Regions from separate parts of the Mus musculus genome. Here all the other regions are linked to region 1. A link is a contact called in public HiCAR-type and promoter capture Hi-C data. All regions are on one chromosome and are shown on one strand. Each heading gives the region's core, a stretch centred on a gene start, on an enhancer-like site or on the middle of the called end of the contact. The rest is flanking DNA. Distances are from core to core; before and after follow the strand shown. Region 1 holds the start of Lrrfip2 (leucine rich repeat (in FLII) interacting protein 2). Region 2 holds the start of Ubp1 (upstream binding protein 1). Region 3 holds the start of Clasp2 (CLIP associating protein 2). Region 4 holds the start of Pdcd6ip (programmed cell death 6 interacting protein).

Region 1 (6,618 bases), core at 2,438-4,937:
CCACAGTAGCCTCACACTCTGTCCCCTGGCTTAAACCCCCAGGTGTTGACAACAGGCAGTGACATGGAGTCACCTAGTTCACAATGCTTTTTAAAAGGAAGTGATGGGTAAAGAACATAAAATTTTTTAATTCTTCCTCCTCCTGTGCCTGAGAAAACATTACCTTCTACTATAAAATAAAGTCTAATATAAAACAAATTTTTCATGTTCATAATCTAAGTGCCAACTTCACAGTCATACACCAGAGCTGTACTCCACAGATGGAACTATAAATGGTCAAGCACTTGCTTAAAAGTCTTTCTTATAGCGCTGTATACAAAAGACTAATAATGACCTAATGTTTACTAACATGGAATTAGTAAAAGTATGGAAAATGAATAAATCCAGTCTTTTTAAAATGAGACTGGAGTGGATGCTAATACAGAAACATATCTCAGATGCATCACGGGTAAAAGGCACCTGTAAACACATGCAACTGTACATGCTACTGAGAGCAGGAGGAGGGAAATACATGAAAACCATTAACTATGGTGGCCTGGCCCGGGGAGTAGGGTTATGGGACGGTAAGAAGCTTGTGCAGAAAGGAAAGGGCTTTTCCTCGTATGACCATTGCTTTTACGTGTTTTACAAATCTTTAAAAGTGGCACAAACGCCACTGAGCTCTCTGTCTATGGATGTCATTTCTTCCCAAGTGTCTATTTACCTATTTCTTTTCCAACCCCTAGACTAAAAGAAGACCATACCCAGATATCGAGCCTCAGTGACTGTCCAAGAACTGGCATTCTCACAGGATAAGCCCAGCTTTACAATGTATAAGTTTAGCCTAGTGTGTAACTGCTTTAAGTCTAGACTAACTTTCCGCTGACCAGAAAGCTTGAAAGGTTAAAGTGCAATGCCAAGCACTCCGTTTCCAAGACAGTCTTGTCTTCTATTAGCTTTAAAGGGAAAGAATGGGGAAAGGGACAAAGACATTTTACTCATAAGGTAAACTCTGCTCAATTCCTTTCCTGCTGAAGTTTTAAAAGCTGGGCTTTGAATAGGGGTCAGAGTCTAGTGTTTATTTGCAAACATAAGGGCTAAGGAGTATGGCTTCCCAGGTAAGGATCACGTCCACCACTCAGACTCTCCAGAGGGAAAGCAACTGCCTAAGAGAAAAGCTGCCAACGGGATTGTTTAGTCGGCACAGCAGACAGCAGTCCTTGAATAAGGACAGAAGAATTTTACTGCCTTTTAGCTAATCCTCAACAGAGCTCCCACCACGTCAGAAGGACAATCATCCCCACCCCACCATCACGTCACCAAATCTGTCCCTTTTCATACAAGGAGCAGGGTAAGATTCACAGAGATCTTTGCAAGAAATCACTTTTCTGTCCTAAGTTAGCAACAACAACAACAACAACAACGACAAATTGGTTTTGTGTTGCCAAATATGCTTCCTATCTCTTTTCCCTTCATTCTGAAGATGCTTAAATCCTAACCTAAGAAGATTTCCCTGACGTATTTGTGCGTCAAGACTATCTCCAATGAAGGTTTTCACAGGGGATTTTCCAAAAGGGAATCTCTGTTAACAAGAACAGAATCATCATCCTATCAGCTGGACAGAAATAAAAAGCAACATTGGAGAACACTCTGAATTTAAGTATCGATATCCAAAGGGAGAAAGATGCCAAAAAGTTAGTCAAAGAATCAAAGGGACGTCTGTCTTAAGTTAACACCAATACATTTGGTATTATCTTCCAACTAGTCAATAGGACTTCTAAACTGTCAATCAAGGTAAAATAATCAGGACTCTACAAAGAAAAGAAAAGAAAAAAAAACTGGAAAGAAAGCAAGGTTGTCCCTATAAAGAACTCTGGGATCCAAAGTTTTTTTGCATCTCATTTTGAAAGACTAAAATGATCAAATGACATTGCAGCACTAAAAAGTTACTTCAAGTTTGAAATTAGTCAATTCTAAAAATACACCAAAACTTCAACACAATTCCTTCCAGAACAGAAGTTAATATAGTCTCATTCAGCATCTTTAAGGATAGGATGGCAAAGTGCTGCAGCTTCCCACTCAAAAAGCTATTTTATATAGTACACAGTACTATTTCCTACCTCAGTGGTGGTAGCTCTCCTTCCCAATGACATTTACTTGGCTTCTAAATCCCTTCATTTGTCTTCCCACATCTGGTAAAAAAAAAAAGGGGGGGGGGACTTAAAAATCACAGCAGTCCAACAAAGTATTACAAAACAAAACATTATACAAATTTTAACGTTTGATTTCCATGCCATAGTGCATGACAATCACCACCCAGCAACAAACAGAACCAAACATTATACATCACTCGCTATAAAAAAAAAGAGTACAATTATCTAATTAAACGGGCAGAAAAGGTCTGGCTTTCCTCTATTTCAATGGGAAGATCCCGATCTACGAGTCAGAGTGTGACCTCACTTCCGACGTGAATCACACTTTCCGAAGTTCTTACTCGGCATGAGTGTATTAAATACGAGGTCATAGGATCCCTGTAGTTGTTAAACAGAGCATGATGTTGGTTAATCGGGGCTAACTCTGCAAGACATTGAAGCTACGGTAAACTTGGCCAACTAACTCTTACTGCAACACACATTCTTCAGCAATTGCAGCTTTTCACACCTACTGGGGAGAAAAAGTCCAACACTGATTAAGAATGTATCTGTCGATACCCTGACTGCACCTCTTCTCGCTGCGATAACACAACACGAATAGCAGTCACTGTTATCCTTACAGAGTTTTCAGTCAATCAAGCTACTGTAGAAAAACCGTGGCAAAAATGCTGAGTCACTAAATGGGAAAAGCAAAAGGGGCTACAAATACTGAAAGTTTGGGATACCCTTTAGCCACGTTTCTACGTTATATTTGTATGTCTCGAGGTGGGGAACATAATACACAAAGCAAACGCTTGAACTTTTCTCCTCTGGGTTCTCTTATGTCCCTTGCTTCCTGCTGGATATCCACAGCAAAGGGAAACCAGGCCTGACTGGAGCTATGAAACTCCACAATGTGGGTGTAAATAACGCCCGCTGTTAGTCAAGCATTAACCCTGACCGTCCTGCCCTGAGCCTGGTAAGCCCGCGCGCTTCAGTTCAGATCAAGAAGGAAGCAGGAGAGGGGGGAATCTCACTCAAAAAGCTACGCCCTCCACCGGCCTGACACCGTTCCCGGGGCGGCCCCTCCCGGGACAGACTGAGGACAGAGTCTGCGGGAGTGTGGCGCCGGGAGCAACGGGAGCTGGAGCACCCAGCTGTCCCAAGTGATGCCCGGTCCAAGGGGCGTAACCCCTTCTTCCCCCGCGGGGGGCGGGCGAAGCGGGAGCAGGGGACCCGCCGGGCGACCCCAGCCCGGAGCCGCCACTGGGCAGCGCCTGGAGACAGCCGGGTCCGCCGCCTGCCCTTACCTGCGTGTGGCGCGGGATGAGGCTGCGGCGCCGCCCGGAAGGGCCGGAGCGGCCGCCCGGGAGCCGGGAGAGGAGAGCGCCGGCCACACTCTGCACCCCCCCGCACCGTCCACCCCGCGGGCCGCAGGGAGACAAAAAGAAGGGCTCCTCGCGCCGCGGCCGGTCGTGGAGTCACACTGAGCGCGCCCTTCGCCCCGCGGCCGACACAGCGAACGCGACCCGGGACGAGCCGCAGCCCGAGCAGCGGCTGCAGCTGCGGCGGTGGCGGGGCAGAGGGGCGGGGCCACCGGCCGGCGACCCGCTCACCCGGAAGTACTTGTGGCAGGCGGCGGGGTAGCGGACGCGCGCGGCTCGGAGGCTACTGGCTGGACCGCGGAGCGCAGGGCTCGCGGGTGACGGGGAGGGAGACACGCTCGACACGCACTGGCTCAAGCCGGGCCTGGTCCCGAGCGTTGGTATCTGAGCGTTTCGTAACCGTACTTAGCCAGGTGGCCTCAAAGCGGTCTGGTGGGAGGTTTTGGGTGAGTGAGGCACCTGGCGCGCAGTCTGTGGGAAAGGATGTGGAGGGTGGGTGTGGCTGAACGAAATGAAAATACCTGTTTTTAAAGAGATTTCCACCTGAGGCTGTAGCGCAGGTAATAGGGTGCTTACTTAGCATATCTGTAACCTTGGGTGCCATTCCCAGCATAAAATCAGGTATGATGCTATACACCTGTTGTCCCGGGTACCCTGGAACCTGTGGCAGGGCAAAGGAGTTTGAATTATCACAGTGAGACCTGTACACATCACACACACGCGCGCACACACACAAACACACAGACCCAAATCGTAGGCATGTTCTTCAATCCCAAAAGTATCTGGGGAAGGCCCTCACGTTCAAAGTTCCAGGCACCGGAAGCCCTGATCATGCTCTCGGGGAAACTTGCCTTCTAATTGAGTAGATGAACTTGATCAGATAAACAAGGTAATGACAGATTGTCGTGAACTCAGCGGCAAGCAATGATGAGAACATTTTGAGGGTGAGGCCTCTGGCTGGAGAAGATGGTGAGAGAAGACCTCTGGCAGGAAGTGATAGCCGAGCAGGTATCTGGGGGAAAGGGCACAAAATGGTCTTAGGCACGACCTCCCATCTGCAAAAACTGCAGATTTCAGAAGCCCACGAATAAGCCCACGGATGACATGTTTGGATTTTGTCTGATGGCTTCTAAAAGGACTTTCAGAGCTGCCCGTATCCACTGAGATATCAAAGGCTTGATTAACCTTTCATGTTCACGGGGCTGCCACTGTGGGATCAATCAATCCTGGAGGTTCAGCACACAGAGAAAAGTGTGCTGAGAGAAACTGTGTGTCTGTCTGTCTGTCTACAATTGGCTCACAGACAGCAACTTTGGGTGGTATTTCCCTGGAGTCATGCTCCTTGGTTTTTTAAAGACATTATTAAATCTCACATAGACCTGGAATTTACCAGGTCGGCAAAGCTAGCAGCCACTCCAGTGCTGGGGTCACAGGCAAGCGCCACCACACCTAGCTCTCTTTCATTGTAAAAATAGGCGTTAACACTAGTGTTGTGAAGCAGCTTTAGAAGTTCGCTGTTACTTCTCCTTCATATTTTGCCACCTATTTGGCAACTGAAAACAAAAACGACTCCTCTTGTTGAAAGAGTCTATAATAAACGATTCGAAAGAATGTTGTAGACTGACACTCTTTGTCACAGCGAGGAGTCCCTGACTCAGGCTGTAACCCTGAATTACGTGGTAGGCAGTCGTTCTCGGCACATTAAGTCTCTCTTTCTGCCAAAAATATCTGTTCCCAGATCTTTATGGAATATTCTGACATGTGAATGCCCCAGGTCTGTGTGGGCTGGCTGCTCCACAGATATATTAATAGATGAAGGAAAATTTTGCAAATGTTTATACTTTTTGGAAAGTGTGATGGCTGGATCCATACATATTTATTCTTTCCACAGCAAATCTTTCATAGTTTTCTTAGATAATGCCAAGAAATAAAGTGCTTCCTTTTTTAATAACAAATATTCATTGCTGATTTTACTTGCCTGCATCAGATATTGTATTTTTTATTTCAACTACCAGAATCTGTGAAAGTGGATATATTTTTAACATGAATGTCTCTGATATTAATGACAATAATGTGTTTTTCATGTTTCTCTTGTCTTTTCATATTTTTAGATGGAACTATCTTGGCAAAAGCTGGACAATGTTCCTTTATTTGAAACACATATCTGGAAACATCATTAGTTCAGACATTAAAAATAAACTACTAGGAGTTGTGTGAGCAAGTCAGTCAAAATTTCAGCATGGCTGGCAAAGGGACTCCTGAGGCGCCAGCCATAACTCGGGAGCTATGGAGAGTTGAGAGCTGCTGAAGAAATGAAAGTCACTTTCTTTGTGGATGTGGTTGAACCCCAGTGGGTGGCCTCACACCCACATACATGTGGCCAACAACAACTAGACTCAGGGGCTGAACAGATGGGTCAGTGGTTAAGGACACACTGCTCTTTCCAAGGACCCAAGTTTGACTCCCAGCACCAACGTTGAGTGCCTCACAACTCTGTAACTCCAGCTCCAGGGAAATCTCCCATTTCTGTCCTCGTCTGTGTTACTTGTATACAATTCACACGGACATATACATATATACACATATACACATATATACATAACTAAAAATGATTTAAAAAAGCCAGGCGTGGTGGTGCATACCTTTAATCCCAGCACTTAGGAGGCACAGGCAGGCGGATTTCTGAGTTCGAGGCCAGCCCGGCCTATAGAGTGAGTTCCAGGACAGCCAGGGCTACACAGAGAAACCCTGTCTTGAAAAACAAAAAACAAAAAAAAAAAAATAATCTTAAAAATAATAATTGGTCAAGACTATTGTGATGGTTTTTATATCCTTGGACCAGGGAGTGGCACCATCTGAAGGTGTGTTGGAATAGGTGTGACCTGGTTGGAATGGGTGTGTCACTGTGGGTGTGGGTATAAGATCCTCACCTTAGTTGCCTGGAAGTCAGTCTTCCACTAGCAGCCTTTGGATGAATACATAGAACTCTCAGCTCCTCCTGCGCCATGCCTGCCTGGATACTGCCATGTTCCCACCTTGATAATGGTCTGAACCTCTGAACCTGTAAGCCAGCCCCAATTAAATGTTTTTTTTTTCAATAAGACTTGCCGCTGGTGAGATGG
Region 2 (6,618 bases), core at 2,049-4,548, 2.8 Mb before region 1:
TTGCAGTATTTGGAAGGCAGAAGCAGATCTCAAATTTGAGGCCAGCCTGGGCTATACTGTAAGCTCCAAGACAGCCTAAAAAAAGTCTAAAAAAAGTCACAAAGGCAGAAGATATGGCTAAATTGGTAGCATGCTTAACTAGCTACTATACACAACACCTGGATTCAATCCCAGCACCACACAGACCAGAGGGTAGTTCACACCTATAATCCAAGCACTCTGGAGGTGGAGGCAAGAGGATCATAAGTTATCCTCTGATATTTGGACTAAATGAGACCCTTTCTCAAGAAAGAAAGAAAAGAAAGAAAAGAAAGAAAAGAAAGAAAAGAAAGAAAAGGAAGGAAGGAAGGAAGGAAGGAAGGAAGGAAGGAAGGAAGGAAAAGAAAATGGTGCTTTATTCCTATAAATTCCTATAACCTCAGCACTCAGGATTTATTCAAGGAAGCCCAGGCTAGCTACATAGTAAATTCCAGGATAGCCTGGACTGCATAGTGAGGCCTTATCTAAAAAAATAAAGGAAAAAAAGGAAAAGGAAAGGAAAGAAAGGAAGGAAGAAAGAAAATACCTTACCTAGTACATTCAAGGCCTTGGGTTTAATTCCCAAAGCCCTGAGGTTAGAGACAGAATAAATTCTATTTTAAGAAATATCCAAAGACAGCAAATACAGTATAAAGAACACTAGAAAGCAGCTTGCACTTAATTAAAAATACAATTAGCACAAACATGCCTTCTGCATGCATGTGGTAAGAGGACAACTTGCAGAAGTCAGTCCTCTTTCTACCATGTGTTCCTGGGGCTAGAACTCATGTTGGCAAGATGTCAGCATATGACTTTACCTGCTGAGCCATCTCTGCAGCCCACCAAACCAAAACTTTATCCAGATTTCTCCAAGAAGCTCAAGTATACTTCCTGATCTGTATGTGTCTATATGACGGTCAAAATATGTACCCAGGTTTGACTCAAACTCAGGTCACCTTACTGCCTCAGCCTTCCAAGTGCTGAAATTACAGATGTGAGCTCCACATCAGGCTTACTTCTTGAGCTTCACAGGTGAGAACAAATAACAAAAAGATAAGTTTGCTTCCTAATACCTTCTCAGAAGCAGCAGTCTGCTCTGGGGGACAGGGTTACGGGGGAGGCCTGCAGAAGCGAAGCCTCATGCCCCTAGGAGGGTCTACTTGTCAGTTCAATTTCACAGTAGTTTATACTTGAAATTTTCAAATCAAAGGTCTTGAAAGGCACAAGAGGCAAACTCCTCTTGATTTCTCATGACCCAATTAATTTATAAACAAATAAACAAGTCCCCTCAAAAACTGACACTTTCTGAGACTCTAGAAATTTTATATGAAAGGACATAGCCAAAAACACTGAAAAGGTTTTCCTGAGTGGAGTATCATAGATGAGAACCACAAAGATGCCAGCATGCCTTAAAGATTATTATTAAGAGAAGGCTGCCACCAAGAATTGACTTCCTTTTCAGAGAAATAACCCCCCAAACACAAGTTAGCCAAGCACAAGTTCACAGAAGATCCTAGAAAAAAGCCAAGTTCTAAAACCTACCAATAAGCAAGCTGTTCAGCAGCCCCATCTGACTGAGAACTTGAAGCAAGGAGACCAGGCTGGGCTCCGCTCCTGTGCTCTCCAGTGGACAAGGACACGCACTAAAGGAAGACTTCCAGAAGAGCCTACTCTCCAGTCCTCTCTAGATGATCCCTAGACTTTCGGTAGCTCAATTTCCTCAACAACCAAGAGTTGGTCTAGCAAACAATCCGCCTCATCCGAAGCCCTCAAGTTACACAACTGAGAGAAAGAAGGTGCCAAGTTTAGGGAGGCAAGCAAAGACCAAGTCAGGGTCAGATGCATGCGAGCGGCTTAATTCTTAGTTTAGTATGTTTTCCACCGCTTCTTTCCACGGGCCAAGAAACCTCCCGACCCGCCAGAGTCAAGGCTAATTGCTTCAGGGATGAGGCTGGACTTGTGCAGACCAGCTCTGACCCAGGGCATTTCTCTTAGGGTATTAACAATGCTTCTGACCTCCCCTGGGCGGCAGGAAAGGTAGGAGAGCCCCAGGGAGCCCACATCGCACACTTTACACAACCAACCATACTGCTGAAAACTAAGTACTACACTTAATTCACACGTTTCAAAAACCACTCCGTTTTTTACCTCCTTGGGTAAACCATACCCTACACAAGCCATATTCCAACATCGAAACAAAGGGCTGCCGAGCCACCAAGAACTCTTCAACTCTTTCGGGATAAGTAAGGGGCAGACACACTTGGCTCCTATCTGTTTCCGCCTCTCCCAATTACACAAAAAGGAACAGCTGCTGGTGCAGACAGCAGTGACTAAACTATTGTGTGTGGCACAATCTTAAAGCCCTCTGCAAAAGGAAACAGCCTGAGGGGAGTCACTTTGAGAATGAAGAAACCTAGCAAGGGCCCAACTTCACTCTCAATCAGGAGACTATACAAGCAAGTCACTGCGCTCGCCAACCCTCAGGGCTACTTTCACTCACAATATAACTTACTATCAGAATGTCAAGCGGCTGAAAGTCGCAGGCCACGCTACCAGGCACCGTAGGAAAAGCTACAGTTTTCCCATTAGAAACAGTGCCTTTTGTACAGCCTACTCCAGCTAAAAGGACTCGTAAATCACTTGGAAAGAAAGTCCCTGCCCCTCTGACCCAATCTCAACGGCTAGCGCGGCTTCCCCAGGCAGAAGCGACGGGGTCCTCCGCCGCTAGCCGCCCCCGTCGGCCTCCCAGGCCACGGCGCCACGCGGCAGGACCCCGACCCCGCGGCCCAGGCCCCGCCCGGCGGAGGCAGCCGCGCGCCCCTTACCTCATGCTGTAGGCGCCGGCGCCCAGCTCCTGCCCGATGCCGGACAGGCTGGAGTCGAAGTCGTGCACCAGCCCGGACTCGATCACCTCGTCCATACTGAGCACCCAGGCCATCTTCCGGCCTCGCCGCCGCCCCGCGCAGCGCGGCCTCCGGGTCCGGGGCGAAGGCGCCCGAGCTCCGCGGGCGCGTCCTGAGGGAGGACGCGGGTGAAGCCTCCGGCGGCGCGGCGAGTGGTCACCTGCGGCGGCGCGGGACGCGGCTGAGACGAGAGCGGCCGAGGCCCAGCTGTCAGGGCACAGCGTGCGGGCCAGCAGCTGCGGCGGGAGCGACCGGGCCGCGAGCCGCGCCGCCCTCCCGCGGCCGCCGGCCCCGCGCCTCATGCCGCCGCCCGCCCCCGGCGCCGCTCCCGCGGCCGCCGCCCGCCCCGCCCCACAGCCCCAGCGCGCATCCCCCCGGCACGCCCGTCACCCGCTCCCGGGCCGCGCCCCCCCCCCCCCAGCCCTCTGCCCGCCCGCCCAGGCTCCAGCGCCCCTTCGCCCCGGCCAACCCCGCCGCCGCCGCTCCGCCGGCCCGGACGCAGCTTCGATGCGGCTCCGGCTTGGGCTCGCTCGCCGCTTCCGCCTCCTCCTCCGGCCCCGCCCCTGCGGCCGCTCCCCTCCCAGGCCCGCCCCTCGCGGCCCCGCGCCTCGCGGCGGCACTAGCGCCTGGGCCGAGCGGCGCTGCCCGGCCCCCGCGGTGTCGCGGCCTGGCGGCGGAAGAGGTGTGACCGGTTACGCTCGGCTGACTGACAGGTCTTCTGGGCAGTCACGGCGAAGCGGCCGGAATGGATTCCCGTGAGCCTCTGCGTTCCCGGCTGAGCCACCAATCAAAACGCTCTTCCCCTCCGGGACTAAATTGACTGCCATAAGTAAGAGCTCATTGGCCCGCACTGGAGGAAGTGGTTCCAGGTCCTACTTCCGTCGGTTCTGGGAAATACCCTTTCGTCGGCTTTTGCCCCCGCTCCAGAGAAAAGCGGGTACATCTCGTCTGATGTAAGCTAGGTCTGTTGTGCAGAAGATCTTGATTGGCAGGAGAATAAGCCAGTCAGCCCTCCCTAAAAGGTCCCCGCCCCTCTCAACTCAACTTTAATCCGGAGGCAGAAGCATGCTGGTCTGAGTTCGAGGTCAGCTTGGTCTACTTGGCGAGCTCCGGCTGAATCAAGGTTATATACAAGGGCTTGTCTCAAAACAAAACAAAGCAAATTTGCAGAGCCCAGAAGATCTGGTGACGCACATAGCACAAGAGTGTGTGACACCCTCGTTATTCCTTAATCATGTGCGCTAACACAAACCATGCAAATTGCTGTGAGAGTTAACGTGAAGAAAACTAGTGTTTTTCTAAAACAAAAGACAACAAACAAACCCGGGAGGTTATGGTTCAGGTAGCACGAAGACAAAACAAACAAACAAACAAACAAACAAACAAAAACCACACACACACACACAGATACCCGCAGCAAAAGACAAAGAATACACTAAGCATAGAGACTTCCTATCTATGCCCAAGTGCTCCCTTTTACTGCTTCATGGAAGTCTGTGTCTGGGTATCCCTAACAAGCTTTGAGAAGAACTGCTCCCTCCAAGCCGGCCCTCGATTATTGCTTTTTTCACATAATATTGTTTCCAAAGGATTCGGATGTGGGTCCAGCAACGTTCATTTGACAGGTTTATTATTAACTGTTGGAAATAACGGGGGAAGGGGGAGTAATTCTCTGATTCTTGGGACAAGTGTAATTGTGCTATCATTTGTCTCTTTAATCAGTTTATGCACTAGAGTACTCACACATATGTAGAAGCACAGCCTCTGAAAGCTAACATTTGCCAACATCTAAGGTCAGGGCCAGGGTGATGGGGTGTGCTCTTTGTCCCAGTGCACTGGAGGACTGGGCAGGGAAGAAATCTCTGTGAGTTTATAGAAGCCTGGTATTCACAGTTGAGCTCTAGGCCAGCCAAGACCCTGCCTTAAAACAGCAAGGACTTTCAGGTTAATTCAGCTCACAGCTCTACTGAAAGACCTGGTGACAGAAATTATTGGAACTAGATTTATTCAAGACCATACCCAAAGAAAATGACTTTTCTCTGTCAAACATTCCTCTTTGGAAACAGGTTGAAATGGTGCATGCATGTTGTCTCAGTGGGTTTCTATTGCCACAGAGAGACATGACCATGGCAACTCTTTATTTAATTTAATTTAATTTAATTTTATTGAGTGTATGGTAGAAGAATGAAAATGGGTCAAAAGGGAGGGAAGGAGGGAGAGAGGGAGAGAGGGAGGGAGGGAGATCTTTCCTATGCTGGGACGATCCATGCCTTGGGAAGGAAGGCAGCCAAATGGGTTAGTGCATAGTCCGATGTGGTACTTTATCCAAAAGACTTTGGTTCTGGCCTCCCATTTTATTCTCGAAGGGCAGTCTGGGAACCCTCTTCCTCCATGATTGTTCCCCACTGTGGATGGAGCGTGCGTGTGTGCGTGGGTTATAAAAAACAGAAAGCAGGAGGAACTGGCCGACCTCCTTATCGCTTAAGAATTTTAAGATGGCCTGGAGAGATGGCTTAGTGGTTAAGAGCACCGATTGCTCTTCTGAAGGTCCTGTCTCATGACGGTCTAAACCCAGCTCACGTTCCCTATTAGTGGGTGAACAATGACCATGGCAACTCTTATAAAGGGTTTCTCTGTGTAGTCTTGGTTGTCCTGGAACTCATTCTGTAGACCAGGCTGGCCTTGAACTCAAAGATCCACATGTGTCTGTCTCCTGAGTGCTAAGATTAAAGGCATGTCCCAGTTAAAGGAAAATATTTCACTGAGGCTAACTTACAGTTTTGGAGGTTTAGTTTGTTACATCATGTCTGTCGAGAAGCATGACAACATACAGGCAGACGTGGTGCTGCTGAAGAAGGAACTGAGAGTTCTACATCTCGATCTCAGGCAGCAGGGAGACACTGTGTACCACACTGGGTGTAGCTTGAGCAAGGAAAACCTCAAAGCCTCACATTGAGACTTCCTCCAAAAGGCCACACCTCCTAATAGTCCATTCTTTATGGAACAAGCATTTAAACACACACACACACACACACACACACTCACTCGAGAGTCTATGGGGGCTATTCTTATTCAAACCACAAGATATGTAATCCCAGCACTAGGGAGGTTAACACAGGAGAAACAATGTTCGAAGCCAACCTGAGCTACAGAAGATATATATACAGGATATATATATATAGAAAGGATTCGAGTTGAGATCATGACAGGTCAGTGATGGTTGGGACAGCTCTTTAGCCGGGACTGATTACCTATACACACCTCTCACCCTCTAGTCAACCTAAAACCTCTCTCATCACCCTTGAGGATGGAGCGGTTCACTAGAACATTTCATTTTGTCCTCTTCCCAGCATGGTCACGTGGACTGTATCTCTGTTTTTATTACTTGTCTACTTTTTTTTTGTTGTTCTTTTATTTTTTGAGATTATAATTGCATCGTCCCTCTCCTTTCCCTCCCCCCAAACGCTCCCCTATGCCCCCTCCTGCTCTCTTTCAAATTTATGACCTTTTCCATTGGTGTTGCATGCACATATGCATGTATGCAAGTACATATATATTCCTAAACAGATTAAAAAAAAAAACCCCTAAGGAGCTCAGTCTGTATAACGTTACTTGTGTGCACGTTTTCAGGTCTGACCATTTGGATGACCAGTTGCTGTGCTCTCTTCTGGGGAAGACAATTTCTCCAGCTCTCAGC
Region 3 (6,618 bases), core at 1,636-4,135, 2.6 Mb before region 1:
TGGCCTCCAACTTTATCTTAACACCATACTAATTATACTCTAGCTATGAGGGCTGGAGAGATGGCTTGGCAGTTAAGACCACTGGCAGCTCATCCATAGGACCCAGGTTCTATTCCCAGCATCCACATGGCAGCTCACAACTGTCTGTAAATCAAAGGATGCAAATGCCTTCTTCTGGTATCTGTGGGCACAAGCCATGCACACATACACAGACATGCATGCATTTAAAACAGCCACACACATATACAATAAAACAAAAAATAATTTTTTAAAAACTAAAAATAACCAGGAGTGGTGGCACATACCTTTAATCCCAGTCCTTAGGTGAGAGAAAGGAGGCAGATACAGGCCTATCTCTGTGAATCTAAGGATAACCTAGTGTACACAGTGACTTCTATGCTAGCCAGGGCTACATAGTGAGAAGTGAAATCTTGTGTCAATAAGTAAGTAAACAAATAAAACCCAAATAACAGGCTCACTAGAATAGAATACCCTCTAACAAACATTAGAAAAGGTTTTATGCTAAAATATTAAGTACTGAGAACTAGTAATTTCTGAAGGAGAAAACTGGGTGATGAGTGTCCTTGAGTAGAGAAGAAGGCGTGGCATCTAATGGCAGAACCAAGGAACTGACCTAAGGAAGACAGGTGACTCATTCATGTACCAGAAATAAAGACTAATGAGCAGCGCTACCAGAAAGTGTTTGACAAAGCTGTAAGGCCTGTGGCACTTCCAACTGCTTAAGTTGTCTCAGGCTAAGTATCTTGTAAGGAACATGGAAAGAATGTGTGAACATCAGATACTTCCTGGAAGGACTCTAGCCAGTTAGCTGGATGCTCAGAGATGTGACAACAGAGTTGACAACTGTGGTATCACTACTGCCACTTGTGGACAAACATCTGAGGGCTGCAAAGGCTCCAAGGCAATCCACTGTCAGTGTGGAGAACGAAGCCCAGCAGCTTCCTCTAGAGACAGTGAGCCAACATTACTAACGGGCTGACTTCCCACAATAGCCAGTGCTGCAACACAGCACAAAACAGCCATGCTGAGCACACATGTGCCTTGCTTACACAGTAAGGGGAGCTAGGTAATTTCTTCAAAAGAAATTAATACTCCCTGTATTTTAGTAAATATTAGCTTTCCCCAAGCCCCCTACCCCCCCCCCTTTTTTTGAGACAGGGCCTCATCATATAGTCCAATCTGGCCTTAAACATTATAGGGGAAATATTTTCTTCAGTGATGCAGTCACTAATAAGATGCCCATGTTCCTTTATTGAACCCTTCACCCATACTCCTTTAAATAACCTTAAGCTTACTGATTCATTTAATCAAAAAAAAAAAAGATACAAAGGTAGAGAGGAACTATATGGAAATAGCAAGAGTGGGAAATAGCGGTGAAAGTGAACAACGTACATTACACAGATGCATGCATGAAGATGCCAGTGAAACCCATTATGTACATTTGATAATATGTGCTAGGAAAACTTTATTTTAAATCTTGCTAAGTCTAACCTTCCAACAATTCCATAAAGATCTCATCATTAAAACTGCTTTTCTTGTCTCTATAGATAGAAGCTTTCAAAGTACAGCCTATTTGCTGGATACATCACTAAGAATCGTTCCATCCACGGGAGCTCCCGCCTGCATTTTAAAGCAATACTGCCACCAGAAGACTAAAAAGAAAAGTAACCACTAACAACTCCAACTAATTACAGAATATTCACTTTTCTCCATCGGTGGCTACATAACAACTCCCTGATGCTGACCGGACACCCATTCCTCCTCGTACCTTACCGCACTCCTCCCCATTCCCGCTTCGTTTGCAGCATCAACTAAACCATAGTGTTTCAAATCTAAGTTCGTCCCAACTGCGGGAAAACAAGAGAACTGATGAGTGGTCAACGGCTTTCTGCTGTCAATTAAGGGAAATGTGAATAAATGCCATGAGATGAGCAGTCCTTCCGTGCGAAGGACCTGAATACGCGCTAACGGTGCTTTTGGGTGATCTCAACCTTCACGTAAAGACTACGAAAGAAAAGAGGGAGAAAGGGAGAGGGGAGAGGAAAAGAGAGGAGGGAGACGGGGAGGGAACGACAGAGGAAAGAGAGGGAGGAAGAGAGAAGCAAAAAAGAAAAAAAAAGGAAGAGAGGCGGAGAGGGATGAAGAGAGGGTAGAGAGAAAAGAAACTGGAGATTAAGTATAACAGCAAGAGATGAACTTGACGGTCCAACTTCACGCCGTACTCAAACGCCCCATCTCAGCGCAGGCGTTGCCATCGGGCGTAGACAAACGTTACAAAGTCTTAAAGCCTTGGGCCGCAAGTTACCACTTTGTAAAGCGCCAAGCAACACAGCAACGTGTCACCGAACCGCCGCCTGGGGCCGTACCCCAAGCCCTGGGGGGCGATGCCAGCGCGTCCCCGGACCCCGGCGGCAGCGCGCCCGCCCGCCCCGGCCGCGCGCCCGTTCGCACCGCCGCTCACCCGGTAGTTGCTCGAGCCCACCCAGCGGGTGAGCGCGTCCACGGTCTTAGCCAGGCGGCTCGGATCGTCCTCCAGGTCCGGGATGGCTCCGGGCGTGCCGAGGCAGAGCAGCAGCTCCTCGCCCGCCTGCAGCCGGCCGCTCACGTCCTTCTGCAGCACTTGGGCGCAGAAGTACTCGGCGCCGCGGGGCTCCATGGCCGCGCCCGCCACCCCTCACACGCCCGTCGCCCCTTACACGCCAACTTTCCTCGCAGCACCGCCGAGGCGCGGCGGTGAAGCCTCCGGGACGCGCCGACACGCAGAGACGCCGCTGCCTGGGGTGCGGCGGCCGGCGGGGGACGGCCCCCCTAAACTAATCAAACTCGGCGCCCCCCGGTCCCAGCCCCGCTTCAGAGGCTGCGGCTGCCGGCGACGTCAGCGCGCGCGTGACGTCAGAGCGACGCGCCCGGCCTCCAGCCCGGCCTCCCGGCGCGCCCGAGCCCCTGTGGGCTGCGGCCTGTGGCGCTACTGATGGCCCGAGCCTTGGGCTGTCGGGGCCGTGTGGGTCGCCTCGCGTGGGCGACCCTGGAAGGCCAGTGTGGGAATTCCGGCATCTCCGGCGATTCGCTCCGCCGCCATCATCAAGACTCAAAACTTTTTGGTACTTCTCTCCCTGCCCCGCCCCTGCCGTCTCTTAAAACCGGAATACACGGGTCGCGTTCTTCCTCGGCACAGGCCTGGCTGTCCCTTCCTGCTGCCACCCCCACAGTCGCCCTGGAGGACTTTCTGTTTCCAGTTGATACCGAGGTTTTGCAAATGGATCCACATTTTCTCTTGACGCACTTTCACCTCCCACCCTCACTTCGGGAAGCCCCCAGACCGCCGTTACCCACTAACCACCTCTGCCCTGGGCGACTTTAATTTGATTTTTGTTTGGACAGAGACTAAAGGCAGCACAGGATGTCCTCGAACTCACCCTACAGTATGGTCTTACATTTCTGGCCCTACCCCTGCCTCCCAAGCCTGAGCCACAGAACTCGAGTTTTGTTTGGGGATGGCTGGGGCCGTTAACTTATAAGATTTCTTTTTATTTCATGTGTACGTGTGTGCACCTGAGTGTGCCCGCTTGCAGAAACCAAAAGTTCCAGGAAGTCAGATCTGGATGGAGTTAAGTGGCAGTTGTAAGCCACCTGATGTGAATGCTGGGAACTGAACCTGGGTTCTCTGCAAAAGCAGCAAACCCTCTTAACTGCTGAGCCATCTCTCCAGCCCAGTGTTGTAGAGAACAGGTTTAGCTGTGACACTTGGACGAGTCGGGAACTCAGTCTCTTGCATTCTAAACTTATTTCTAACATGGTAGGGTAATTTTCCATTTTTTAAAGTTATGTAACTCCACACTGTGTTCTTTTTCCTTTCCTCCCCCTCTCCCAGTTTCTTTAACCCTGATCCCAATATCCCTAGGGCTCAATCTGCTGCTGTAATCTTTGGGTCTAACTTCTCATAGCAAAATGTTGGTATTTCATTCCATGAAGTACGTATCTTAAAAGTCTCTACCTTTTTATACTTAATCCTTCCCCGTTATACTCTGACTTGTTGATCCATCCGTCCATATAGCAATAGGCCTCTGGGTTGTTTGCAGTTTTCCATAATGGTTGGCATAAGCACCTGAGTTTGGGTGCCCTTGGAGGCAGAGGCATCATCAGATCTCTTGCAGATGACTTAGATTCGATTCCCAGGATCCACATGGCAGCTCACAACCATCTAGCTACAGTTCCAGAGGATCCGATGCCCTTTTTGACTTCTAAAGGCGCCAGGCAATGCCCATGGTACAAGTACATAAAATACCCATAACACATTAAAAGTACACATACAAATAAATGTTTTTAAAGTATTTTGAATTTTTAAAATATCATCCCTTAAATAACACAGGTGTTGCTTTGAATGTTGCCATTTAGGAACTGTCTTTCTCTTGGTGGAGCACCCCAGTAATCCTAGCACATGGGCAGCAGGAGGGTCAGGAGTTCAAGACCAGCCTAGGCTACTGAGATCTTCTTTCAAAACACAACAGGAGCCGGAGAAATTGCTCAGAGGTCAAGAGTGTTTGTTCTTGCAGAGACCCAGGCTTGAGTCCCAGCACCTACACGGCAACCCACAGTTGTCTGTAACCCCAGTCCTAGGGGGTCTAACCCTCTCTTTTAGTCTCCTTGGCCAATGGCATGCATGGAGTGCATATACAGATATGCAGGAAATACAGTCATACACATAAACCTTTAAAAACACAAAGGTGCAGGGAAATGAAAGGGTTAGATGGAAATTTAGAAAATAAATTGATATACTGAACCTCCCTTCATGATCAGTCACGAGAATGCATCTAGAAACATGTCTATTTTTAACAGGACTGGAATGGTGTATTGAAACACAGGAGCCTGACTTCCCAGCCTATTTATCTGGGAAAATAGTGGAAACTCTGAGTAAATTTTTTTCTAATGGGAGTTTATTGTCCATACAAAAGCTAGGAAAGAAGTGACCACATGGCTAGTTTGAAGTCATATTTTCAACAAATGTCCACCAAGAAAGGCATTGTGTTCTCTCCTGGGTGGGGTATTAGGGAACAAGTGGGAGTGGCTTACTCAAGATTTGGCACAGCCCAACTGGAAACAACACAGATGTTGGCACACAGTAGAGTTCTCGTAGCAGTATCAGTAGAATGACTCCATGAGGACAGAAGTGGTTAGACACTTGCCTGGCTGGGAAAGAGGAAAGAAGACGGATCCGAAACAGCAGTTGAGTTGTAATACTTGGAACTGCGAGTTCCTCATGTGACATCTCCACACCAACAATGGTTTTGACCTCCTGACTCCTCATTGTGTGCGGGAGTGCAGGACTCCTTCCTGTAGCCCTTTAATTGGAAAAGAGCCTCGACTGGATTTTTTTAAGATTATGAGCTAACTGCTTATAAGGGAGAAGTCAAATCCAGAAGGAATTTAAGCTCCTCTGTGGGAAAAGAGCTCAACACCAACATTTTGGTTTCAGAAACAGGAATGTCAAAAATGCTGAATCTGCACTCAGGGCAGAAGGTTCCATTTTGCTTTGTTCTGAAATTTTTATTACATTATTTATTGGGGGAAGGGGGCATGGCAAAAGCATGGAGTTGTGCATGTTCCCACTTGAAAATACAATATAAAAGTAAATATGAGTTGTCAGCCTCCAACGCAGTTCCCCCATCTTCACCTGTAGATTTGCATGTTCTCAGACTGGCTCTCTACGGTGATCGTAGCTGACCTATGAAAATGAAAGACAGCTATGCAAGTAGCGTTTGACTTCTTTTTTTTTTTTTTGTTTTTTTTGTTTTTTTTGTTTTTTCGAGACAGGGTTTTTCTATAGCCCTGGCTGTCCTGGAACTCACTCTGTAGACCAGGCTGGCCTCGAACTCAGAAATCCGCCTGCCTCTGCCTCCCAAGTGCTGGGATTAAAGGCGTGCGCCACCACGCCCGGCTCGCGTTTGACTTCTTAAATAATTCTTGAGAGGAAGCCAATTGCCCTGTCAAGACAACAGGGCAACTGCTCCTTGGTAAAAGCCAGGAGATGACGAGACCTTGGAGCCTCCCTGTGGCCTTCAGACAATCACAGCCTTGGCTGCTGTCTTAGCTGTCACCTCAGGAAAGAACCAGAGCCAAATAGTGGGAGAGTCTCTCAAGCTGCTGCCCCGCTGAGCTGTGAGAGATGATGAATGGTACCCTTGTTCTAGGCTAGTCAGAGTGAGGCAATTCACCCCAAACCACAGATGGTGAATACAGCAAGTCAGGCAAGCAGACGTGCAGCACAAACTTTTAGTATATTTTTCTTATCAGAAAGCTCTGCTAAGTGAAATGGAAACGTGCCATTTAAAACATACATTTGCAGGCAACAGGGACGTGATTTTATTTCAGGACTTTGTAGATATTTTTTTGTTACAAAATATTTTTAAAATGGTCTTTCATCAAGTGGAAATTCTTAACACTGGATTGGTGGGTCCTTGTAGACTTTCAGGAAGCCTCCTGTTCATGCAATGGGATGGTATCTTTACAGTTTGTTTTTCAGAAATCTAACAGGTTCTCATCCTTGCTTTGGAAAAAGAGTAATAATTGATTAAAAATATCCAAACTGAGACCAATCCC
Region 4 (6,618 bases), core at 1,776-4,275, 2.6 Mb before region 1:
GATTCAAAGAGGATTCCATCTCCATCCTGGACTGAGCCTTCCCCTTCCCCCCTGGTGAGTAGTCATCCTGAGAGGAAACACAGACCATCAGACCCCGTTCACAACTCCCAGCCAGACACCGGAGGCGCCTGGGTACACAGAAGATTTGGAACCACAGCATCTGTCTCAGACTCCGCTGTTTCTCACTGTGGGAAACACGGACTGGGACGCCTATTATGGGGCACTCCATTAGCGAGGCAGATGCGCAGCCGGACATCCGCTGCCCCACGTAAGACATAACCAGCTGAGGCAGGCCACAGCCGGAACTCCTCTGGCCTATTCACCCACCCTGTTCAGTGAGTCTCACTGCCCTTCTTTCTGGCAACATGCATTCTCACCAAACACTCAGATACACAGGTACCCAAAGCAGGTGCCATTCTTGGTTACGTCCCTTTCCTTATTTTCCTGTTTGGGTGTTAGCAAATTCAATTCTAAACTCAAAAAACCTATCAGTTTTGTTTATCTTCCTTAGGTCAGATTTGATGATGATTTTTTTTTTTTTTTGCCCGATTTCTGTTTCACACTTTGCCTCACTACATTCTTCTGATGCACATTGGGCAGGGTGGCCGTGGCATTTACTGTAAGTAGAAAGTTTAACTAGAATAAAGACATTTTTATAGCGCACTGAGATGGATCAGTGGCTAAAGGGTTTGCCGCCAAATCTGAAGACCTGAGCTGGACCAGAAAAGGATTCCTACAGGTTGTTCTTTGACCTACACAAACACACACACACACACACACACACACACACACACACACACACACGTTTCCCCCGAACTAATAAGTAAATGTAAATGAATGAATAAATAAAATTTTAATAAAATAAGCTTTATTGTTAATGAACAAATATAATGTATAAAGCAAAATTATTACATGAAAATAAAAATAAGATAAAAAAGTATGTTTCTATTTTCAAAGAATCAGCACCACTGAGGGTACAATCCTTTTTCATCGTCCATATATACAGATATTTAATTTTTTAAAACCAAGATAGTGTTACACACATACCATTTTCTTAATGACCCCCCAAGGTTTGTATGGCAACACAGTTTCATCTTATCAAATATTCCATGTTTTCATTCATCTTTCAACTGTCCTGAAAGGTGTTTTATAGCTTGTCTGTTCAGAATAGGATCTGGGGCAGGCTGTAATGTCCACAAGTTTTGCTTTTTTAATTTTTTTTATACAACCATTGTTTTTTTTTTTTTTCAGGCCGATACATTTTGAAGCGTATACACCAGTTATGCTCTGAAACGTCACAGAATTTCTTATTTCGCCTGTTGTATTTCTTATAAATTGTGTGATCTGGCACTGGAGAGATGGTTCCCCTGTTAAAGCACTAGCTGCTCTTCCAGAGGACACAGGTTCGATTCCCAGCACCCATATGCAGCTCATCATTTCTGAAACTCCAGTTCCAGGGGATCTGATGCCCTCTTCTTACTTCAGGGGGCATCAGGAACAAACATGGTACACAGACATACATGCAGAAACCCATATATGTGTGTGTGTGTGTGTGTATATATATATATATATGTATATATATATATATATAATAAAAAATGAAAAAAATTGCGTGTTTGATGTGAAGGCTTGATAGATTCAAGTTAGTTTTGCCTGGAATGTTTCATGGACGATATTGTTCATCAACATTTGCTCCATCAAGAGTGGTGAGATGGCTCAGCAGGGAAAGGTGCTTGCTGTCAATCATGCCCACCTGAGTTCCACCCCTGAGACCCACGTGGTAGAAGGGACTGATTCCAGAAGTTGACCTCTGACCTCTGAGTACTCCCCAATAAATAAACCATAATAAAAATAAACAGTAAAAATACCAGACTTGTCTTCTGGGAGGCCTTCAAGAAACATTCTATGTATGTGCGCGTGAGGGCTGGCCCCAGAGGAGGCCCCAAGAGGGTGATGGGTCGCCTTGAGTTACAGGTGTTGAGTGTGTTCCTAAAGAGGCTACTGGGAACCCAGGTCGGCCTCTCACTCAGGCAGAGCAGCAAACAGTCTTTAACTGCTAATCTATTTCCCCAGTTACCCAGGGAGGCCTTTGTAAAAAATATAAAAAAAATTGCTTAAGTACGACTGATTGTACTAAATAGATTCTAGACACTGACTACAAGTTTCATAATGATTTGTGGTGTCACTCTTCAACTTCCTTTCATTCTAGTCTCTACTTCCCTTTTAAGTTCTGGATATGGGATACTCGTGCTTTAGGTCTGGGGCCTCTTCCCACTTAAGTCTCTCCACCCGTGCTCTCTTTTAATGTCAAATTGCGAGTATTCTTTTAAATTCATCTTCTGGGAGGATGTTTCTTAAATTATCTTGCTTATGCTATGTTCTTCTAAGAGATCTCTTTTTACGTACCTTACTACCGACTGTGTCCTTACCTGGAAGACTGCACGAAGGCAGGGACTTTTTCTACTTTTGCCCTGGGGGGTGGGGGTGGGGGTAAGGCTGCACACACAATGGACCTTCAACCGCACATCACAATACTCCCCAGGGTCTGGTCTCATAGGAGAAAGCATAACAAAGGAGCATTTCACCACCGGGCAGAATATATTGACCTATAAAATTAATTTTTGTAATAAAAAAGGAAAAATACAATCAATTAAAAATATTTTAAAAAGAAAAATAGAGCAGAATCTAAGGAGAATTTAAAATCTTCTTGAGCCGGGTGGTAGTGGCGTATGCCTTTAATCCCAGCATTGGGGAGGCATAGGCAGGAAGATCTCCGCGAGTTCGAGGCCGGCTTGGACTACAAGTCAGTTCCAAGATAGCCAGGGCTACACAGAGAAACCCAGTCTCGAACAAAACAACCAAACCAAACCAAAATAACCAAAAGAATCTTTTTGAAAATTTAATCATCGCAGTAGGCTACCGCCTGATCCCACCACGCAGGCGCCGCACAGGCGAGCCCAGGTGAGCGACGCTTTGGTGGCACCATCACGTGACCGAGCGGCGCGCCCCTCCGACTGCGCCTGCGCGGGGGCTCCCGGAAGTGGCCAGCTCGAAGCGCTGGCGGCCCAGTCCGTCGGCCCGTCGGTCCGCTCCTCCGCTGCCGGTGCCGAGCGCGCCTAGGCCGTGGTCGCTGTCCCTCCGTCTGTGCGGCCCGACGCGGCGGCCGGGCGCTCACCATGGCGTCGTTCATCTGGGTGCAGCTGAAGAAGACCTCGGAGGTGGACCTGGCCAAGCCGCTGGTGAAGTTCATCCAGCAGACGTACCCGAGCGGCGGCGAGGAGCAGGCCCAGTACTGCCGTGCGGCCGAGGAGCTCAGCAAACTGCGGCGCTCGGCGCTCGGTCGCCCGCTGGACAAGCATGAGGGCGCCCTGGAGACGTTGCTGAGGTGGGCCCGGGCGGCGGGGCTCCCTCCCAGCCTCCCTTCCTGTCCCCGCTCCCCTCCCCAGCCTCGCTTCCTCCTCCCTTCATAGCCTTTTCCTCTCCCCCGCGCCTGGCCTCCACTCTGACTCAGGCCAGCAGCGTAGGTGTGGTCAGCATTCTTTCCTGGTGAGAGGACTCATAACCCTGTCCTCCCTTCCGAGTGCCTTCTGTCACCGAGGCTCCTTACCTGGGAGGACGTCTGCCGTGTAATGATCTCTCTGGTTACAGCCGTTTGACCGGTTTTCACTTTTTGGGTGTTACAACTGGAGTCTCCCTTTTACAATCCCTGTTTGTGACTTTATTGGACCACGTCTAGATTTCCTAATAATAGTTACGAAAGGGAAGGGAGAGAATTTGGACACTAAACCAAATGTCGGTGACTTATTATATTGTTCACTTGAAGTAAGTCATCTCATGTTCCAATAATCAAGTGACAGACTGACAGTTGTAAAAGTTAGGAGCTACAGTCGTTTGAAAGAAAACTTGAATGACATAGTAGACCGCTGAGACTGGTTACTTAAAAATCTTTTGACACGGGCGTATGCACGTATGGAATACCCTGGTCCTTTTTGCAATTGGTGACAACCCAGGTACTTGATAATGATAACATTTCCGTGATACCTTATGATCCAATTTCTGGTAATATGATCTTGTTTCATGCAAGGGACGCTGGTGGATTAGGGTGGGAACAGAGCTGTCCAGAGACACCCCTTAGTTTTGGCATCATCTTGCTCCCGTGATGTTTCCTGCATGTGTTGCCAGATGGCCACTAGCAGCCCTTACCGTAGTTAGAATGGCTCCCAGCACTGAGTAGACTTTATCTGTTGACAGAGTGAGGAGCCAGATTTCAAACAGTTCTCTCACGAGAGTTTTAGAGTGGATTTGCTTTAAAGTGCCCGAGTTTTGTAAAACTGTAAGGAACGTCTGCGAGTGCTGGGGTTAGTCACACAGTGCTTGTCTGCGGGTGGTATATGTGGCCTGTGTATCCAGCGGCTGTCTCAAGTGCTTGATGCACATTGTATCATCCGTGCCTCTAAGGCAGTGGTTCTCAAACTGTGGGTCACGGCCCCTTTGGGGTGACGTATCAGACATCCTGCATATCAGATATTTATATTACCATTCGTGATAGTAGCAGAATTACAGGTATGAAGTAACAACAGATTTTATGGTTGGGCGTCACTACACCAGGAGGAGCTGTATTAAAGGGCAAAGCATTAGAAAGGTTGTGAGCCATTTCTGTGAGGGAAGCTTTGCCTTCGCCTTACAAGTCTTCAGACAATGCCTGAGACATTGAATGCAGCCTTGGGCTGCGTGCTTTGCAGCGTTTGAGTTCTGCCCACTGTGATATACTTAAGTCTGCTTAAGCACATTTGTAATTGTTTTAATGTACTTATTTCTAAGAATGTTCTCTCCTACTCTCTGTCTGTCTCTGTGTGTGCATGCCTTGGCTTGCATGCCTTGACATGTATACGGAGGCCAGAAGACAGTATAGTAGTTGGCTTTGTGGTCAGGCTTGGTGGCAAGCATCTTCCTGTACTTAGCTTTCTGGCCAGCCCTGAAGAGATGTTGTTCTTTACTGCATCATTTCCTGTGTTGGATGTGTTTTGGGGGACATCTTTCAGTCACGCTGAGAAAGCATATTGGCTTTCTTTCAAGTTGTGTTAAACTTGCATAGGTCTCTATATTGTTAGGTAAGTAATCTTAGGCTAGAGTCTTGATTGCCAAATCTTTGTGAATCTTAAAGAGAGGGGTGTGGTATACTCTTGCTGTTTTGGTAGATTGTCTTCCTAGAGAACTTTGGTATCTGAAACAGAGGCAGAACTAGAGGGTAGCTAGTTACTGGTGTCTGCTCCCTCTGTGGAAGTACATAGCTCATGTGTTTGTCTCTCCAGGAGCAGCATTTTGCCTATGGTCTAGTAAGCTTTGTGGGCTCCCTCATGTAAAGCCATAGCTGATCTTGTTGGCCTTTGCTTCATGCTGGTCAAACATTTTTGGTTTCCACTGGCTGCTCTTTCCTGTCACCTCCCATAACATGTTCTAAGGCAGCCATCTCATACGTTGTGATCATGTACATGTGTAATATACATGGCCTCTTCTGCCCAAGCAACTCTGGTTTTGCTTCTTGACCTCAGGTTGTGGAGGAAGAGGCTTGATACAAAGGGTTCAGTATATTCTATGCAGTCATTCTTTTATACCTTTGAAGCAAGAGGCTTCGTGTCCTATTTTCTTCTTTGCTTACTTTCTAGCAGGGTCAGGATTAGGACTAATGGGTTGCCTGTGTATGTATGGCCTGCAGACAACACTTGGGTGGGTTAGCTCTGAGTCCTGGTGGCCTAATGGTGTTTTGTGATCACTCTGCCCTTTGCTTCAGTGCTTTTCCCATTGGCCGGTGTGCATACCACAGCTATCTAGGCTTATGGTGCTGTCACCCATACATTGGCTACTTGGCTCAGCTATGCTTGGCTCCCCAGTGAACCCCCAGTCTGGAGGTTCACAGTATATTATTTTGTTCTCCCATAGGAGGGGAGAGTTCACTGGAATTTGGGTGGTGTTTATTGCTGTGACAAAATTACCTAGAGAAAAGGAGAAAAGTTTGTTACTGTTTTCGATCTGTGGTTGTGGTTCAGTTGCTTTGTGCCTGGAGTGAGGCAGCCTGAGTGTGTGATGGCAGAGGCTACTCACCTCTGGCAGCTGGGGGTATGGGGACAGTCAGAGAGGAGATAGTGCCCTTCAAAGGCACTCGTCCAGTGATCTTCTTCCATCCAGCTAAATGATACTTCTAGTGGCCAATAGAACTCACCAGTGGATTGACTCATGGATAAGCATTTCTTAATTCAGGCACCTCTCTAGAGTGCCGCGGGCAGGAGGCTGAGTCTTTAACAAGTCAATTTTGGGTGACACTGAATAGCCAAAGTACAGGAGGTGCTGGCTGTGTTGGCCACTTCTTCCTCTATTTCCTTTCCTGCAAAGTGGCACTTTTCAGAGAATGTGTCTAGTTGACGAGAGTTGAACAGCTGTTGTGTCTTTAGGCTTGGGGTAGGGGCAAGGACGGGGCAGACGTTTCTTTCTTGTTATGAAAGTACTTACACAGTTTTTGCTTTTCCTTTTCATCAGCAGTCTAGAATATCCCTTTTCTGAAAAAGCTTGCCAGTTCTTGGTCTGTATCTAGCTTGGCGTTACTTTTGCAGGTACATCTAA

The links. Promoter capture Hi-C pulls out the DNA fragments that hold promoters and counts their contacts. HiCAR-type assays count read pairs that join an accessible place to other places.
Region 2: a HiCAR-type map of astrocytes shows a contact between it and region 1, with 9 times the contacts expected there. The contact joins the promoter of Ubp1 here to the promoter of Lrrfip2 in region 1. A contact is called at or near these places in 3 of 39 promoter capture datasets (the C10 cell line, embryonic stem cells and pre-B cells) and 1 of 115 datasets of contacts at active chromatin or transcription factors (astrocytes).
Region 3: a HiCAR-type map of astrocytes shows a contact between it and region 1, with 6 times the contacts expected there. The contact joins the promoter of Clasp2 here to the promoter of Lrrfip2 in region 1. A contact is called at or near these places in 2 of 39 promoter capture datasets (the C10 cell line and embryonic stem cells) and 2 of 115 datasets of contacts at active chromatin or transcription factors (astrocytes and large pre-B cells).
Region 4: a contact with region 1 is called in a promoter capture Hi-C map of embryonic stem cells, with 6 times the contacts expected there. The contact joins the promoter of Pdcd6ip here to the promoter of Lrrfip2 in region 1. A contact is called at or near these places in 6 of 39 promoter capture datasets (the 3T3-L1 cell line, cranial neural crest, embryonic stem cells and 3 more) and 1 of 115 datasets of contacts at active chromatin or transcription factors (large pre-B cells).

The regions. Positions count from the first base shown.
Region 1 is chr9:111,115,193-111,121,810 of GRCm38.p6, reverse strand. It overlaps Lrrfip2 (leucine rich repeat (in FLII) interacting protein 2), which reads right to left and starts at 3,687. Exons shown (of 15, transcript NM_001374664.1): 1 at 3,422-3,687; 2 at 2,100-2,171.
Region 2 is chr9:113,927,992-113,934,609 of GRCm38.p6, reverse strand. Ubp1 (upstream binding protein 1) reads right to left here and starts at 3,298. Exons shown (of 16, transcript NM_001372510.1): 1 at 2,844-3,298. The coding sequence starts at 2,956. It overlaps Gm39439 (a long non-coding RNA gene), which reads left to right and starts at 3,684. Exons shown (of 4, transcript XR_003948257.1): 1 at 3,684-3,883.
Region 3 is chr9:113,737,740-113,744,357 of GRCm38.p6, reverse strand. Clasp2 (CLIP associating protein 2) reads right to left here and starts at 2,885. Exons shown (of 40, transcript NM_001114347.1): 1 at 2,483-2,885. The coding sequence starts at 2,677. Gm38623 (a long non-coding RNA gene) reads right to left here. Exons shown (of 4, transcript XR_001779313.2): 4 at 4,535-5,743.
Region 4 is chr9:113,704,666-113,711,283 of GRCm38.p6, reverse strand. It overlaps Pdcd6ip (programmed cell death 6 interacting protein), which reads left to right and starts at 3,025. Exons shown (of 18, transcript NM_011052.2): 1 at 3,025-3,385. The coding sequence starts at 3,177.